2 separate regions of the Sus scrofa genome follow, and region 2 is linked to region 1. The links are chromatin contacts, called in public HiChIP or PLAC-seq maps. All regions are on one chromosome and are shown on one strand. The core of a region is the stretch at or near the end of the contact, and the rest is flanking DNA. Distances in the headings are between cores, read along the strand shown. Region 1 overlaps CHST15 (carbohydrate sulfotransferase 15). Region 2 overlaps CHST15 (carbohydrate sulfotransferase 15).

Region 1 (2,934 bases), core at 389-2,888:
GGAAATTTGGAGAACTTCCCTGTGGGCAAGAGATAGAGTGGGGGCGGGGCAGCACAGAATTGTCAAGGTCATGATGGATTTCCGGTCCTTCTCCCTTCCCCGCCCCACCCCGGCTGCCAGCACTGCTAGCTTCTCTTTTTCCTCTTGTGGGCTTGACTTGGAGGATTAAGGATCACAAGCCGCCGTTGAGTTGTGAGGAAGACAGCAGCGAGTGTCCTAAGCCGCTTGTTAATTTCCCGGTGGATTCATGCTTTCGCTTCTCAGAAGCTGCCTGTCCAGGTGTCATTGACACATCTTTCTATGGGCCCCCAAATTTGCACGAGGTCACTTTATAGGGCTGCACTGTGAGCTGCCCAGGGCAGAAAGGGGGAGCTGGCCAAGCCCTGGCCAGGGCATGCGGGCCTGTCTGCGGGTGTCTCTGAAGACCGTTCAGGAGTGACCACCTAGGGAGGGCCCACATCTCGTTACTGGTGGGAGAAAAACCATCGTGCTGAAGACTCCCCTGTGTTTACCACTGTTTATTTTGGGGAGAAGTGTTTACAAAGCCACTGGCTGGCCCGAGCATTCCCACATGGATTGTTTGCAAAGGGCGGGTCTGTGGGGCAAGGAAGGCTGGGAAGAAGAGCCAGCGGCTGCAGAGGTGGTGGGGGCACCGGGCGCCGAGGCTGGGCCTCCAGGTGGAGTTGGGGAACCTGGTACGGAGAGTTGGGGCTGATTATCGAGGGCGGGTTATCACGCACTGGTCAGCCAGGGGACTGGTGGCCGTCACTCTGCAGTAAGACCCCCACGGCGGGAAGCAGGCCTGGCTTTGCTGCGGCCTCACCCAGTGGCAGCCCATCCTCTGTGCACCTTTTTCACCTGTAGAGACGCCGGGTACCGGGATCATGTGACAGTGCTTTGTAAGCCACACGGGGCTTGAGAATGGAGGGTGTATTTGGCATTGCCACCACCCCTGGATGTCCGCCAAGGCCCGAGAGCAGATGCTCAGGAAGAAACAGAGGTGGGCCCAGAATCCTGCTTGTGCTCAAGCGGAGGAGAAGACACGGCCCAGGTGGCCCCCGGGGAACCCAAAGCTTGGCAGCCACATTGACCTTTTTAGGCCCAAACCTGGATGTTCTTTTCTGGCAGAAAATGAGCCTCATCAGTGTCACCTACAGGTACAGTCTGAGGTGACGCTGACGTTTCCTCCAAATTAGCTGGTCCTGCTTCACTGTCCCTTGTGACGAGATGTTCACGGTTTGTGAGTCATTGGATGAAAGGGCCTCCTTCCCAGCTACATGAAATGACTTTTTTCTTGTAGGAAAAAATATCTATAATCATTATTGATGGCGTTGTATCAGAGGGTGGGGGTTATTGACCAGTGCTTTGGATCTGGATGCCAGCAGATGGAGAGTAACGAGGGCTCTCTAGCTGTCGCTCTGGTATCGTGTGTGCTCGACCCTCTGGAGGCCGCAGGGCCCTGTGCTCTCATGGGCGGTGGACTGGAAGATGGTGTGTCCACTTTGGGAGCTGCTGGTGAGGAAAGATGACCATTTGTTCACAGCACCAGCTGGGGGCAATCTGGGAGCACAGGGAGCCGGGGCCAGCATGGCCTGGGGTGAGCTGGTCCAGGAGCTGTCAGCTGCTCCCAGCCGTCCCCAGCTTTGGCGTCTGCCCCCAGCCTCAGCCTCTGTCCCCAGCCTCGGCATCTGCCCCAGGGCTTTCCTCCACACATGGCTCTCTGAGAGGTCTGCTGGGTGGGCAGTACGTGGCAGGAGACGGCGCAGCTCCAGGCCTCCGACAGCCTGCACTTGGCCACGCGGCCCTGACACTGAGGCTCAGGCTTCCTTGGGCCTTTTGGGCTTGGGGATCTTAGCAACTGCTGACAGTGGCCCCTCTGGGGACTGACAGGTTAAAGCCAACAGTCCCTCTGGGGTGCTGAAAATGTCCTGGAATTAGATGGTGCTGGTGGCCGTGTAAGGTCACGCATATACTAACAGCTACTGAATTGCGGATTTTTAAAAGGGTGAATTTTACGGTGTGTGGATTATATTTCGTTTTTAAAATGGTATGAACAAAAATATGACAAAAAGAGAAACCAACCATGAGGGGTGGTCTCTCCGAACTGGTGACCTTTGGGGTAAAACCCGCAGGGTTCCCCCCACCTGGAGGGAAGGCCAATCAGATCAATAAGCCCAGCATCGCTGCAGAGGTAAACTGGTAAAATTGAATGAGCTACTTGCAATGACCAAGGAATTTTAGCTTCTCCAAGTGTCGAAGCTCAGGAAGTGAGGACTGAATTATGACAGATGTCTGAACACCCGTTCATTGTTGCTGTGGTGTGCAGACGCCCGGCGTGGTGCTCCGTGCACACACGTGTGGGTTTCCTGATTGTGCCGGGGCTGCTCCCCTGTTCGTCCTGAATGTTTCCTGCTCTATTACGTGTGTACGTGCTTTCCAGTCTCCTGTAACTTATGTAGTTCTGTAACAGAGCTGACGTAATGCCTTCAAATCACTCATCTGCACTTAAAACAATTTAAAAAAAAATTCTAAACAAAACCCCCAAACCATCAGCTCACATGGCTAGTGACCCAGAATAGTGACCCACTCTGTTCTGCTGCTGATCTGGCTCCACTCCTAAACTCTGAAGCCAGGGACCACGTCCCGTTGGGTCTGTGGGCTTTGGGTCAGGCAGGCCTGGGCTAGCTTGGGGCCTTCTGGCCACGTGACCTTGAGAAGCTCTGTAAGACAGGTGCATCTCGAAGGCTGGATGGGAGCACAGGAGGAAAATATACATGCCACATGGAGCAGAGGGCCTGGTGAGGGCAGCCCTCAGTAGCCATGAGCAGCCTTGTTGGCGGCGGACACCAAGAGGATTCTGGGGGCTGACCCTGGGCAACCTTGAGGTGAGCCTGGCTCAGGGAGGCCACCTGTTTTTGTGATAATCACCTCTGC
Region 2 (2,857 bases), core at 240-2,739, 49 kb before region 1:
AGTTCTTCATGGTGAAGACGAGGGACAGCTCATCTGCATGGAAATCTCGGGACCCAGCCTCTCGTCCTCAGTCTGTCCTCAACTGTGACTCTCCTGGGGTTTCTTGATCAGATTCCCTGGATGCCCATCACTGCAGCATCTCTGGGATTTTAGCTCCTGTTTCCTTTTCTGCAAGAGCGGCCTGGCCCCTCCTCTCCACAGGGGTCCCAGCCAAAGGCCCAGCAGTCTCCTTTGGCCCCTGGCTGGTCAGTGCAGGAACTGCCTCCTTTCTGTCCCTGCCACTAAAAGGGTTTTTGTCCCTTTAGGACAGGAGTGTGTCTTATTCAAGGTTATATCCCAAGGACCCAGCCCCTGGGAGAGAATGATTGGATGGATGGATGGCTGGATGCAAGGAGGAGAGGCAGGAATACACAGATGACTTGGCAGTTTGGACCCAGAGTTCAGAAATGACAGGGTCTTCCTACTGGTTGTCTGGTTTGTTTTCCTTCCCTGCTCACCCTCCGATATGGCTGGAGAAACCTTGACCTTGGAGGCGAAGCGACTTGCCCTTGATCCTTCAGCTCTGTTAATGAAGACCATTTGGGAGTCTGACCATCTTCAGCTCTTCTGCCTCAGGTTCTGCACCTCCCTTAAGAGTCCCCTTCCAGTGACTGAGGACCTTTGTGTGCCTGATGCTGTCCTGAGAGCTGGGAATCCAGCCGTTTACGAGATGGACAGGGTCTCCGCACTCACAGAATGTATATACCTAGGGATGAGTTCACAAAAGTCAGAGAACAGGCTGATTCTGTTCGTAATAAGTGCCAACTGATGGGGAGTGACTGAGTGATCAGAAGAGGCCTTTCCAAAAAGGTGACATCTAAGCTGAACTTTGCACAACAAGAAGGCACCACTTTGGTTCTTTGGGATGCTCGGGAAGAGCATCCCGGGAATGCTAAGATGTCCGGGGGACCAGTTGATGGGATGGGATGGGATGACTAGGCTGGGAAGAGTGGCTCTGAGGACCTGGTTTGTAGCACACTTGGGTTGATACCCATTCTCTTCCATTCTCCATCCTCCAAATTACCTTTTACGGCTTCGCTTTCTCCTGGTCTCATCTCTGGGGGAAGAATCCTTGTCCCATGCCAGCCGGCCTGCAGCTGTTTCAGTTTTAAAAAGCAGGGCTAGTGAGAAGCAAAGAAAACCCCCATTCTCCTCGTCCTCTCGCTCAGGGTTGGGCTTGTGAACAGGAGTTATTTTTAAGTCAGCACATGCTTGATGGGGGAAGTCTTGGGTGAGCAGCTGAAACCACACTCATGAAAACAAGACTGAAATAGTCTCTGAAATCCCAAAGGTGAGCCTGCGGCTGTTCACCTGAATTCTGTGACAACTCCAAGAAGTCTGGTTTGGGGAGAGGGGACCCTTTGGAGGGGGACAGGGGTATAGTGAACTCCCATGAAGGTCTGGCGCCTGCCTTGAGCATGGCTCTCTTCCCCTGGCCCCGTGCCCTTGACCGAGCCCCAGCTCTCGCTCAGGACTTGACTTCCTCTCGTGCCCTCTCACAGGGAGGGTCTTCCTCCCTCCTGTGGTTACTCACAGATGTTTCTCTCCCATCGTCCGTGAGAACCTCAGCTCCTTAAGGGCCCTGCTGTTCCTTGTCCCTTTCTTGGCAATTGGCTCCCTACCTCCTAGGTCACCTCCCCACCCCAGGTCCCACCATCACCCAGGTACTGTGGTCTCCATGGGAACTGCTTGTCTGGTGCTCTGGCCTTCTGGGTCCTCCACCTGCTCTCTTCTTCAGGATACGCTCCACCTTGTCTACACCTGGGCCCCTTGGTATAACATAGAGTCAACCTTTCCTTCCTGGAAAAACGATGCCCAAGGACCAGCGGGTTGACCTGATGTATGGAAGGCCTCAACAGATTATCCCTGTCATTTGTGGTCATAAACTTTAAATCTCTGCCTGTTCCTCTCTGGACGTTCTTAAACCTTGCAAACGTTTCCTAATAAATGTTTACCAGTAGTTATAGCAACATTCATCTCCATTTTTATGCTGTGTATGCTGAATTTTTCAATACGGACAAAACATATGGATAAATTTCCCTATGTTTTAGAAAATGGAGAAATAAAAGAGAAACAGTTTCATATTCAGAAGAGCTTGATTTAGAATCACTCCAGATGTTCATTCAGCCTCTCTTCCCAAGTCCTGTGTGGGGCCATACCGCCTAGGAGCTGTGCCTGTTTTGACATGTTGAAAACTTGCCAAGAGTCTCCTTAAATTTCTGGTGCTCCTAGATTCTGCCTCCTAATTTTCTTTTAGCTTTTTATTTTGAAATAACTGTGGACACACAAGATGCTGCAAAAAATAGTACAGGTTCCTGCGTACCTTTCAACCAGCTTCCCACCGTGATACCATCTAACATAACCAGAGGACATTATCAAATCCAGGAAACCGACACTGGTGCAACCCAAGCTGCAGACCACATTCTGCCGCCGTCTAATTTCATTAAATCTCGGGATCCGCAGCACTTGGGAAGCATCTTAGAATTTCATGAACTTCAGTGTTGTCATTTATCTTTCAGATTGTTTTTGGATCCCTTCCAACTGGCCATCAACCGAAATTAGTTTTTATCCGATCATCAAATTCCGGAAGACCCACAATGTACGCATTTCGTGTCTTCCCTGTGCCCACCTGGTGCTTTGTGGGGGCCCATCCTTGGTGTGTGCACACAGGTAGGTTTCTCCCCCAGATCTGGGAGATTCGCAGAGGTAAGGAGCCCGTGAGATAGAGAACAGTTTGGTGAAATAGAATGTAAGACAAAGACTTGAGAAGCTTGAGTTCCGATCATTGTAGCCCATGTTTGAATACTTACCATATGCT

Evidence for each region. HiChIP or PLAC-seq counts read pairs in DNA pulled down with a chosen protein or histone mark.
Region 2: an H3K27ac HiChIP or PLAC-seq map of skeletal muscle shows a contact between it and region 1. The contact joins two enhancer-like sites. A contact is called at or near these places in 1 of 47 Hi-C or Micro-C datasets (liver) and 1 of 2 datasets of contacts at active chromatin or transcription factors (skeletal muscle).

The regions. Positions count from the first base shown.
Region 1 is chr14:133,478,610-133,481,543 of Sscrofa11.1, reverse strand. The region is part of intron 5 of CHST15 (carbohydrate sulfotransferase 15); the gene reads left to right. Among named protein-coding and RNA genes, the nearest start is that of CHST15, 65 kb to the left of the region's middle. Within about 2 kb of position 1,638, at least 4 of the 83 cell types and tissues checked have an H3K27ac peak or open chromatin away from gene starts, as enhancers often do. A contact at or near this core is called in skeletal muscle, where this site is marked.
Region 2 is chr14:133,527,968-133,530,824 of Sscrofa11.1, reverse strand. All of the region lies in intron 1 of CHST15 (carbohydrate sulfotransferase 15), which reads left to right. Among named protein-coding and RNA genes, the nearest start is that of CHST15, 15 kb to the left of the region's middle. Within about 2 kb of position 1,489, at least 10 of the 83 cell types and tissues checked have an H3K27ac peak or open chromatin away from gene starts, as enhancers often do. A contact at or near this core is called in skeletal muscle, where this site is marked.